Linked DNA regions of Gossypium hirsutum: region 1 is linked to region 2. A link is a contact called in public Hi-C data. All regions are on one chromosome and are shown on one strand. The core of a region is the stretch at or near the end of the contact, and the rest is flanking DNA. Distances in the headings are between cores, read along the strand shown. Region 1 holds the start of LOC107948599 (ACT domain-containing protein ACR10). Region 2 holds the start of LOC107899490 (aquaporin TIP1-1).

What was found. Hi-C and Micro-C count contacts between places; a contact is called where the count stands out from the background.
Region 1: a Hi-C map of leaf shows a contact between it and region 2, with 2.0 times the contacts expected there. The contact joins the promoter of LOC107948599 here to the promoter of LOC107899490 in region 2. A contact is called at or near these places in 2 of 34 Hi-C or Micro-C datasets (callus and leaf).

The regions. Positions count from the first base shown.
Region 1 is chrA04:65,219,022-65,225,119 of Gossypium_hirsutum_v2.1, reverse strand. LOC107948599 (ACT domain-containing protein ACR10) reads left to right here and starts at 1,574. Exons shown (of 6, transcript XM_016883213.2): 1 at 1,574-1,957; 2 at 2,218-2,436; 3 at 2,530-2,635; 4 at 2,827-3,163; 5 at 3,358-3,642; 6 at 3,964-4,451. The coding sequence starts at 1,804. The coding sequence ends at 4,101.
Region 2 is chrA04:64,939,424-64,945,010 of Gossypium_hirsutum_v2.1, reverse strand. It overlaps LOC107899490 (aquaporin TIP1-1), which reads right to left and starts at 2,969. Exons shown (of 2, transcript NM_001326874.1): 1 at 2,540-2,969; 2 at 1,758-2,425. The coding sequence starts at 2,923. The coding sequence ends at 2,054.

The DNA.
Region 1 (6,098 bases), core at 325-2,824, 280 kb before region 2:
TACGAAATACAGTTTAGGTACCTAACTCAAACAAAAACCATAATTTGAGGGCCAAGTATTAAATTAAACCTATCCTAAAATTTATTTATGCTATTATTTATATAAACTTTAAAAATTTACAATTAGGATAAACTATTTATATATTTAAAAAATTAAAATTTCGAGAAAAATAAATCTTTAAAAAAATTGAATAAGTTTCCTATCCTATATTTAATGCCAACACAACAATACAAATTCATAATATATACATATAACCATATATACATTATGCACATTTAATTAGACACCTATCCATATAGTACTATATACTATAATTTAATTTATATTTATTATTTAAATCAAATATGTTTTTAATCTATATGCAAACTTATTTTAATATTATATTTTTAATAGTATTTTTTTTTACTTTTTACATTCATTATTACATTTTAGTCCAAACACATCTTGTACCCTTAATTTACTACAATAATTAATTTTAATGTCATCATTTTTGTAATTTCACCATTCATCCATAAGACATGTGATAAATTTTTTTTATCTATTTTTATTAAAATTAAGATTTAAAAAATAATTATGCTAAAATTTCTCAAGTAATTTGATATTTTCTCTCGATTACTATTTCAACCGTATTTACTTAATAATTCATTGCAAGTGAGTTTTGTCTGTTAATAAAAAAAGTTTTAACAAATAAAAAATATAAAAAAATATGTTAAAAGAGATGAAGAAAGAAAGAAAATAGAGAGAGAATTAGAAGAGAATAAAAAAAAAAGTTAAAAAAAAACATAAAAAATTATTAAATTGCATAAAATAAAAAAAAATATGGATATCAATTATATAATTTAATTTAAATTTTTTGTTTGTAATGAATATTTAATGTGTTATGTCAATTTACCGTTATATCATTAATTATAATTAATAATTTAATGACTAAAATATTATAATACATTAAAGTAAAAAATTAAAATGTAACCTAAAATAAATAAAATTAATTACTTTAATAGTTAAAGAAAAAGTTAAATCTAAAATAGGGAAGGAAAGGCAACATATATGAGTGGGATCCAAGATCTAAAATGGGAGAAGTTAAATATTGATTAATACAAGGAAGCCCGATGGACAGCCATCCAACAGGCAAAAGTTTCCCGAGGTCTCGGTCATAGAGCAATCCAAGGTCACGTGACCATTAAAACACAACTTAAGTAAAGGACACGTGATGGCGGCTGATGGCCTATGTGCGGTACAGGTGATTTACCATCGAGTGACGTAACATGCTAACTACCTTACCCAGTGAAAAAGGTAAATTAACATATATCGTCGTTTTATCGTGATATATTGAGTTTTTATTTCAAGAAATGCTAAAAATTATTTATTTATATGTTTGAAATTAACTGTTTAAAGGATCCAACTTATCAGATTAATGGTATTTATATCCTCAAATGTAATTTGAATTCGCTTCACATAATTGGTTAGAGATGAGGATGGAGTAGTTGCCGAGATTTTGAGACCAACGGTAAAAACGAGAAAAGAAAGAAAGAAAAATTGACTGCTAAACAACTCCTCCTCCTACAAGTGAACCACAAGCCAAGAAACGCAAAGCAGTAACTTTCCCTCTCTCTCTCTCTCTCTCTCTCTGCTTTGCTTTGCTTTGCTTTTTATGTTTTGTCTGTCTGTCTCTCCACAACGCTACTACTCAAACAAGCACTGCAACTTCTCATTGAACCAAAACCCAAAGAATATATCAAATCAATTCCTAATCAAAACCAACTTCTTCACTGTTTCTTCAACCATTCAAGTTATACTACTACTATGGGTATTCTACATGACGACGTTGTGATTATAAGGCCGTCGGAGAAAGAAGGAGACCCCTCTCTTATCACTGTTAACTGCCCTGATAAAACTGGTTTAGGCTCTGATTTATGCCGCATCTTGCTCTTTTTTGGTCTTAGCATTGTCCGAGGAGGTAATTCCAAATCCCCCCCTCCCCTTGTTCTTTTAAACCAAGCTTGCATGTTTTTCCCCACTTTTTCCATTACTTTTTTAAAAACTTGGTTTTGATTTTGGTTTTAATGATGAGCATTTGGGAAGTATATCAAAAGTTTGATCATTTGGACTTAAGTTTTGGTCACATGGTTTAGACTTCTTTATGATATATATATATGTTTTAAAAAAAAAGAAAGAAAATTAATTAATGATTATGTTGGGGGGATTTGTTTTGTGAAGATGTATCTACGGATGGGAAATGGTGTTATATAGTATTTTGGGTGGTTTGTAAGCCAGCGACAAGGTGGGAATTGTTGAAGAAAAGACTAGTTCAGGCTTGCCCTTCTTGCTCTTCTGCTTCTGGAATTTCTTATTACCGTTCTGAGTTGCAGTCTCCTAAGCCTCCTGATGTCTTTCTCATCAAGCTTTGTTGTGTTGATAGAAAAGGCCTTCTGCATGGTAATCACTTTTTCCTTTTTCAAGATTTTGAGCTCTAAAATGTGGTTAAAAACTTTGATCAGTGAATGAATTTTAGATGTTTTGGTTTGGCAGATGTGACACAAGTTCTCTCTAGTCTTGAACTCAATATACAGAAAGTGAAGGTATCAACAACTCCTGATGGAACAGTGGTGGACCTTTTCTTCATCACAGACACCAGGTTCAGTTTATGTGTTATGTTTGTTAGCCAGGATCAGTTGTTAAAAAACAGCATGTATTTGCCTTCTATTCAAACTACATATGTGTATGTCTAAATGATATTACTGCTCGTGGTAACCCTGATACGCTAAGGCCTCTTGCATCTCTACCTTGAGTCATATCCTTTGGTAATATTATGATTTTTTTTTTCAGGGAATTATTACATACAAAAAATAGGCAAGAGGAGACTTATAAAGCATTGGAAGATGTTATGCAGGAAGCTGTGATTAGCTTTAACATTGAAAAGGTTGGACCAGAAATTACGGCATGTTCTCAAGCATCTCCATATCTTCCGTCTGCAATAACTGATGATATTTTCAACTTAGAGATGTCCAATGACCTCCCAAGTGTATCACTTACTTCCAACAATGTTTGTGTCACGATGGACAACTCACTCAGTCTTGCTCACACGCTTGTTCAGATTGTTTGTCAAGATCATAAAGGTCTTTTATACGACATAACGCGAACTCTAAAGGATTACAACATTCAGGTAGATTGTTTTTCCAAATTTTATTGTCAATGTTCAGTATTATGATGTGCATCTGTCTATCATAATTGGCTTGAATCCTTTCCAAACTGCGGAAGCTCCGTTTTACTTTTTAAATTTTCAATTGGGAAGGGAATCGTGCTTAGCCTGAAAACTAGTTCCACCCTGTTAATGCCTCAGTTTCGTTATGTGACTAGATTTCATATGGACGCTTCTATATAAAACAAGGAAGAAAGTGTGAGATTGACTTGTTTATAATGCAATCCGATGGGAAGAAGATAGTTGATCCTAGCAAGCAAACTGCATTGTCGTCGCGTCTGAAAATGGAACTGCTCCAACCACTAAGAGTAACTGTAGTGAGCCGGGGTCCTGACACTGAGCTTCTAGTTGCAAATCCCGTAGAGTTATCAAGCAAGGGCCGGCCTCTTGTTTTTTATGACATTACCCTTGCTCTAAAGATGCTTAATACTTGCATCTTCTCGGTACTTCCTCAACTCTCTCCCTGATATGCTTTCTGTATTTTTGTTGCTTAAAAACTAGCTTGCTTCATTGGGAGTTTGAACTTAACACTGCATTAGAGTTGATATAATGTGGCTGTAAGTTTTACACATCTTTTCTGCAATATGTGCTTTTCTTGATTATTCCTCTTCGCTGTTCCTGTCTGTCCGAACATAAATCAATGCATTACTTTTGTTATACCACTTGATTCGGACAAAAAACTGATTTATTTGGAATCTAGTGTCTGTCCCTTTTTATTCTGGAAATTTGCATGGTTAACCTTTTCGAGTCTGCATATTTTTCAGGCAGAGATTGGGAGACACATGATCGGAGATCGAGAGTGGGAAGTTTACAGGATTCTACTAGATGAAGGGGCTAGTTCATCCATTCTGAGACGAAAGGTTGAGGAAGAAGTTTGGAAGCGCTTGATGGGTTGGGAATAACTATGATTGGTCACAACATTGCCCCCTCCACAATGGCCGTTGCTAGCGCAGCTGTACAGTATACTTTACCCTGCCACCACCATGTGGAGTCGGTGTAAATATGGATCACTTTTCTAGAACTTCGCACCTTACACGTCCAGCTTCTGAGGCTAACCTTGCAATATAGGAACCAGTTGGTAGGAAGTAGATAAAAGGAACAGTAAGTTGTTATGGCCATGTATACATGAATGTATCATAGAGGTAGATATCATGCATATATTGTTTGTGTAAAGTATCTTTGATTGTGGACCCTTTTCTGTGGGTCAGTTTGGTTTTAAATGAAAAGCAATCCAACCAAATTTCTAGTGTCATTTTTCATTTCCACATCATTTTGGTGCCAATCTTTATATCCAACACCCATCTCCGAGTCCGGGTTAGCATCGACTGTAGTAAAAAAAGGGATCATCAAGTGGTACAAAGATAGCAACACGATTAACATTGTGGTTCCTGGTCATTAATAATATTCCTTCTTTCTTTGTGGTTGTTGGGAACTTCTTTGCTCTTGGTTTGCGACTTATCCAACAAAACTAGATAAATTTATGATGTCACATCGGAAACAGCTATGAATTGATCTTTGTCTAATTCGATCACTTTCATGTTGCATGTGAAGACATATACACCATGATATTTTTTTTATAGCAGCAAATGAGAAGACCAAGAGTGTCATAGATTCCACCTTTTAAAAGTTCTCATAGTTCAGTGAAGGTGTTGTCTTTTCTGATGTTCAACTTTGGTTTGTCCTTAGCCGGTTTGGGGAAGGGAAAAAAAGAAACATGTGTTAACTGTAGTTGATATAATATCTATGGGATTTTGACAGGATATCTATCTATTAAACAAACTTGAAAGCTGATGTTCTTCTGTTTGTTACAGACAAACAAGACCATAAAACAAAAATCCTCTAGTTTCATGAACACATTTTTCTTCATTACAGATTCCAGCCCAGGAGAGGAACATGTTTCGCCAGTAGGGTCTGAAACATTGTTTGGCAAATCGAATGTTGGAACTTGATTGAAACTTAAAAGGTGTTGCCAGACATGGCTCTATTACGCATGATTTATGCCCCGAATCATTTTGTCCACCGACTGGACTACTTCCCCAATCCAATCAACAATCAGCCACCTTATTATTATTATTATTGTCTACAACTTAAATTCAATAACTAAAATAAGCTTTAAATTTATCTAAATAAATAACCCAAAATGATCCTACAAATTATAAAATCACCTGACCAAAAAATTATAACATTAAACAACAATAATGATGCTAAAAACCAGCCAAAAGATTTTAATGGAAAAGCAAGTAGCTATGAAGGTGGAGGGAAATGGGAAGGCAACCCATCAGCTGAGGAGGCTGTCTTGGGTTGGGTCATGAACAGAATCTGTGTGGATTAGATTTCTGGAGGTGTTTGTGGATGACAGTTTTGGATATTCACATCCATTGTAAGTTTCACTTTTAAATGAGCTTACTAAATTTATATATTTAGCAGATTCAATCACTAATCAATTTAATTAAAATTTATTAAAAATAATATTTAATATTTAAATTAAAATTACTAATATCTTTTTGACCATCATAGCACAAACACCTTAATAAAAGCTTACTATCAAAGTGTATAAAGTAGGGATAATTGGTTGAAAATGGCGTTCTCCGAAAAGCAGAGGGGAAGTGCAACATTACTCAGCTTTTACCTTCCATAGCATTTGGCATTCGTTGAGAATTCTTTTTCAATATTTATAAATTATTTACGTTCGAATTTTTCTCTCTCCTTATGTAATTGATGTCAACATACTTTTTCATAATTCTCCTGTTTTTTTTTTTATAATCAACATGATTTTTCATAATTAATTACTAAAAAAATGTTTTTCAGTAAAATTGAAATTTATTAAACTTATTTTTTATTGATTTTTGGTCGTTTAATTTATGATGAGGTTTTATATTATAAGATAATTACAAGAGAG
Region 2 (5,587 bases), core at 1,720-4,219:
AGCCTTTTGGCACTTGCAAATTTGGAACGGCCAGGGCTAAAAGACATGTAAAAGTCTTGGGTTACAACTAGGTACTGAAATTGGTTCAAGTGTTGGTTCAAGTTTTAGTAATGGTAGGATGATGTAAGTACAAAACTTGAGCTCCATGATCCCCCCAAGTCAAGGCCAAAAGGCCAAAGTAAGTAATGAAGATGGATATGCGAGGCACTTCTGTCCCATACGAAAGTTGAAACCCCACAGACCTGAAAAAGTGGCAATAAGAAGACAACAAACAGGGTAGGTCCTATGTGACAAATAATTTGGGCACGGTCGGTGCACGCCAGCTGGTCCTGAATATTCACGTGTCCCTTGTAGGCGTTATTATCCCCATCATTGAACGGCAAAGAATCTCTCTATGGACTTCACTTGTACTCAGCCACTCTACCACCATTTCTTTTACACTCGTACCTCAAATCATTTTTGTTTAGGTTTAAGGGACTTGATCAATCTCGTCGGGCAGGGCAGGGTGAATTCTGAAATATTTTTTCAGGGATCATTTGTATATTTTTAGGATAATAAAAATGTACTTATTATTATTTTAAATAGTTTATATTCTTATGATTTTTAAAATATCAAATTATTTTTATTATATTTAAGAATTAAAGTATAATTTTATTATTCTTAATTTAAAATTTTATAAATTATAAAAAAATCAAAAGAGATTTTCTACTTTAGGGGGAGCTGAGTCTCTACCAGCACCTTAACTCTGTCCTTATGCAAGGATTAAGAATTTAACTTTTATTTTTATTAAAATAATTATTATTAATGTTTATACCAACTTTTTAATTTAATATTTAATTTGATGAATTATTTTTTATTTTATATAATTATATCCATATAAAAATTTAATTTCAACTCAAATTTCAAAAAGTAGTAATATTGTTATTCATGTAAAATCATTTTAAGTTTGCTTATTATATGCGTAAACAACTATACTTATACAACATAAAAAATGATTGGATTTGTTTATTTATATATGTATTTATATGAATGCATTTTTCACATTACACACTTTTTAGTATGTAGTAAAAAAAAATAAATGATAAATAAAACACTTAAAAGGCTATATTTAAAATTTACTTATGAAATTGAAATGATATAATGATAAATTTAACCCTCAATGTTTACATATGTTATCAATTTTAGCTCTTATTCCTTTTTAAGTTAAATTTGACCTTTTATCTTTAAAAATGGGTTAAATTTGGCCATCAACCTTTCAAAAAGAATTGAATCATATTTAAAAAAAATACTAATTAAAACATTAAATTTTTAAACATGGGACAATCTTGTGTACTTCATTTTTTTTAATATTTATGAACTTTTTAATAAATTATTTAAACTTTTTGAATTTTTTTTGTAAAATTTAAATTATTTGTTAACATGATATATAAAGTAAATAATATCATGTCAACATAAAATATATATGGATCATCTTGTAAGTTGTCATTCTAATATTGTTAAAAATAACATTTTAATCAATATTTTTTTCAATAAAAATAATTTAATTTTTATTAAAAATAATGATTAAATTTATCATTATACGTATAAAATTACTAAATTTATTTAAAAATGGATAAAGAGTTAGGGTTAGTGTTAGATATATTATTATGTCTTTTTTTCCATTATTTTAAATATTCTGTCTAAATGAAACATGCCACCTGTACAATCTTACTTAAGAAAAGGTAAAAGTGAATAGGAAATGCACATGATAGAAACAAGGAAGAGGTAAAGAGAGAAGTCACATTTACAGCCCTGACGCTGGTTTTCAATAATATAAGAAAAAAGAATTACAGTGAGTCACTCATATACCATTTTTTCAGGGCATGCAATTGTAAACATCTGCCATTCATGATGATCATGATAGAGGATGGGAATGAAAAAAAACAAAAAAGTAAACAAGATCGACGGCCACAAATTAAACACAAAATACAAGGAAAGAGATAGGAGACTCAAATGTGATCGGAGAAAATCCGGTTTCAAAGTGACAGACAAATCAATTAAACCCTGATTAGGCTTAATAATCGGTGGTTGGGAGCTGCTCGTGGGTGTTGCTGATGAAGATGAACTCGTAGATGAGACCAGCGAGCCCACCACCGATAAGGGGTCCGACCCAGTAGATCCAGTGGTTGTCCCATGTCCAGCTAACCAAGGCTGGTCCGAATGAAACAGCTGGGTTCATTGAGGCTCCATCGAAGGCACCTCCTGCCAAAATGTTGGCCCCCACGATGAAACCAATTGCCAATGGTGCGATTGTTCCCAAGCTTCCCTTTTTGGGATCAACGGCTGTGGCGTACACTGTGTACACCAATCCGAAGGTCATCACGATTTCGAAAACCAATGCGTTAGACACGCCCACACCTGATGACAATCCAAAAGCTGGTACAGCCTGCGAAGCACCGTAACAAAACCCGCCAAATTAATAAATAAAATAAGACACTGTGCAATAACGGAAATAACTGATTTTGTAACGGAGTATTTTGGAGGGAAATGGTGATGTTACCAGGTCGCCGGTAGCGAACTTAAGCAACAGGCAAGCGACGGTTGAGCCTAGGAGTTGGGCGATCCAGTAAAGAATGCCGCGCAAGAGAGTGATGTTCCCGCCAACGAAAGCACCGAAGGTGACGGCGGGGTTGACGTGGCCACCTGAGATGTTGGCGCCAACGGAGACAGCGACGAAAAGACCGAAGCCATGAGCTAGAGCGGCGGCTACGAGACCGGCCGGGGTTGTTGCTCCGTTGTCGGTCAACTTGTTAAAAGCCATTCCTGAGCCCGATCCAGCGAAAACGAAGATCAAGGTTGAGATGAACTCAGCCAAAGCTGCCTTGAGAGCATCGGGGTGAGTCGCCTCTTCGGGCCGGCCAACTGCTATGTTTCTGATCGGCATATTTACCTTGGGAGCTGGAGATTGGAAATGGGAATGTTGAGTGAGTACTGGTCTAGTCTGGTCTCCACTTCTCGGCTCTACCTCTTACTTATATTTGAAAGCTTTGGTCCATGGTGACCGGGATTCATCCGTTACCGGTGGAATAATCTGGGGACGGGTGTACTATCTTGGATGGAGATTGGTGGACAGGCTGTGATATCATTATTTATGTAATTTTGGGAAACGGGATGAACCGGTCATCCCCGTTAAGACAGCGAAGAGGGAGTGATGTGAGGTGGATGAATGATTGCCACGTGTTCATGTAGGATAAGATCCATGAAAATGTGCGGCGTTTAGCCGATATTTTGTTTGCTTTCTCGGCTCCCTCTCGAAAGATGGAAACATTTTTAAAAAATAGAAGGATAATTCACAAACTAATGGGATAGACTGCCATGAAACAATATGATTTGGACACGTAGACTAAGGGACTACTGAGTGTGGGATCCGGCGGCTGAGAGATATTGGGTGTGGTGAAGATTAAAAATATGTAGGAGGAAAAGAATGGGAAGAACGTGAAAAGTTTGTTCACGTTTTGTAGTCTGGATAGGAATGATTTTTAATGCTATGATGAGATTTAACAAGTTTGAGTCAAATTATAGTTTTACATCAAAACTAATTACAAATGAAATGGTGTGAAGAGAAGTTTTTCTTAAAATTTAATCAAAAGAAATTGCAACATTTAATGGCAATAATTAAGTGAAGTTGAAGTATTCATTATCCAAAAATGTAGTATTCATCACAAGCAACTTCAATCATATATTTAGTCCATACTACGTCACCTTATATACTTTTATGAAAAAAAAAAAACCTTCAATTTTCTCATTATCATAACAACCTCTAATAACACATGCATTTACTCTCTTCTCATCATCAGTAACTATGATGTGAACCTTTAACATTAGCCTAATTATCATTACACAAAAGGGTTTATTGTTAGTCCATTATTAATTTGAAATAAATCATCTTCAAACCTTTCAATTGCAAATTATAGCTAGACATGGCCCCATCCAAAAAGACACCCGGCCCCTTTATTCATAATGCAAATTCACTTTTTTAGATTCTTCCTTTACTCCTTCATACTTTTCAAATATTATTTACTTAATCTTTATACTTTTATTTGCTTATTTTTATTTTTTTTATTTCCCAAATTTTAATCTCACCAAATAGTAATTGTTAATTTCATTAAGTATAATTCTACTATTTTTAAATTTTGATGCGCCAAATATATTATAATATGTAAAATGCTATATTAGTGTATTATTTTTAAATATTACTCACTAAAACCCCAAATTAACGGATTAATGATTGTCATTCATATAAAGTATAAAATTTCAAATTTTGAAATAGTATAAGGACTTAGAATGGTCCACTTGGAGAAAATTGACTCAATCTATAACTGTATGCATATTACATAATTAGTAATTGAATTCAACCAAACAAATTTAATTTCTATTGTTTGGGCCAGGACTAAAATTTCAAAATTTGAAAAGTACATGGACTAAAATTAATCAAATAAACATACAGGAACTAAATCTACAACTTTTGTAAATTATAGGGACTAATACCATAATTTGTCCTTAAATTTACTATAAGAATTGTATTTTTTTAAAAAAAAATAAAACCTAATTCAAATAAAATTTTCTGAGAAAAAAGGATCTTGAATTTGGTTATGCTCAGCATATTCCACATGACATTAGCTAATGATAATATTTTATATAATGCTAATTGTGTAAAATCAAATGGTTGGTAAAACTTGAAAACTTGAATGGCAATTTTAGTGATTTAAGTAATGGAGAGGTCCCCCCAAGTAAGCCAACCCTAAAATGTTTAGTGAATGAGACAGCTAAGCCACGGATTTTTTTTCTTTTCTTGAGAGATTCTTTAATTGAATTTTTCATTAATTTCATAAAAAAGAAATCTATAGTTTTAAGTTTCATACCCTAATTGTCTCTTTCGTAGATGGGCAACAAGAGCAGAGATTAGAATAGAAATTTTGTAATGCATGACATATATCTAATTCAAATGAACATTATAAAACACGAACAAATTAACAACTAGAATATATTCGACATTAACTGTATATAATAAAACTTAAATAAAAGTATATCCAAACCATTGTTTATATATAATAAAGCAAATTTAGTTGTTGGGTGGAGTATATGATTTTCTAATTTAGTGCAAGAAAAGATGAATAGTGTGAATGGTAAAAATCTAAATTCAGTATGGATAAAGGTGGATGTGTAAATAATAATAAAAAAGAATAGTTGATAAGGTAGGGGTAGTGAGCTTCCTTACCCTAAAGAGAAAGCACATGAAATGCTTGAATAACTCTGATTAAATTAAGCTTCTCTTTGGTACTTATTATGATTGACAATTATGGAAGTTCAACTAACTCTCTTTCCTCATGTGTTCTTCTTATCCACCACCCATTTTTATTTAAATAGAAACAAGATTTTACAGCTTTTTGTCGGTAAATTTGAAATATTATATTTTATCATTGTAGAAAGCTGGAAACCTCTACTACTCTCTTATGGAATGAGCATTTATTTGGGTCATCATTACTGCACTTTTTTATTATTATAAAAGCTGAGATAGAAAAGCCAAAAGTAGATAAATATTGCAATT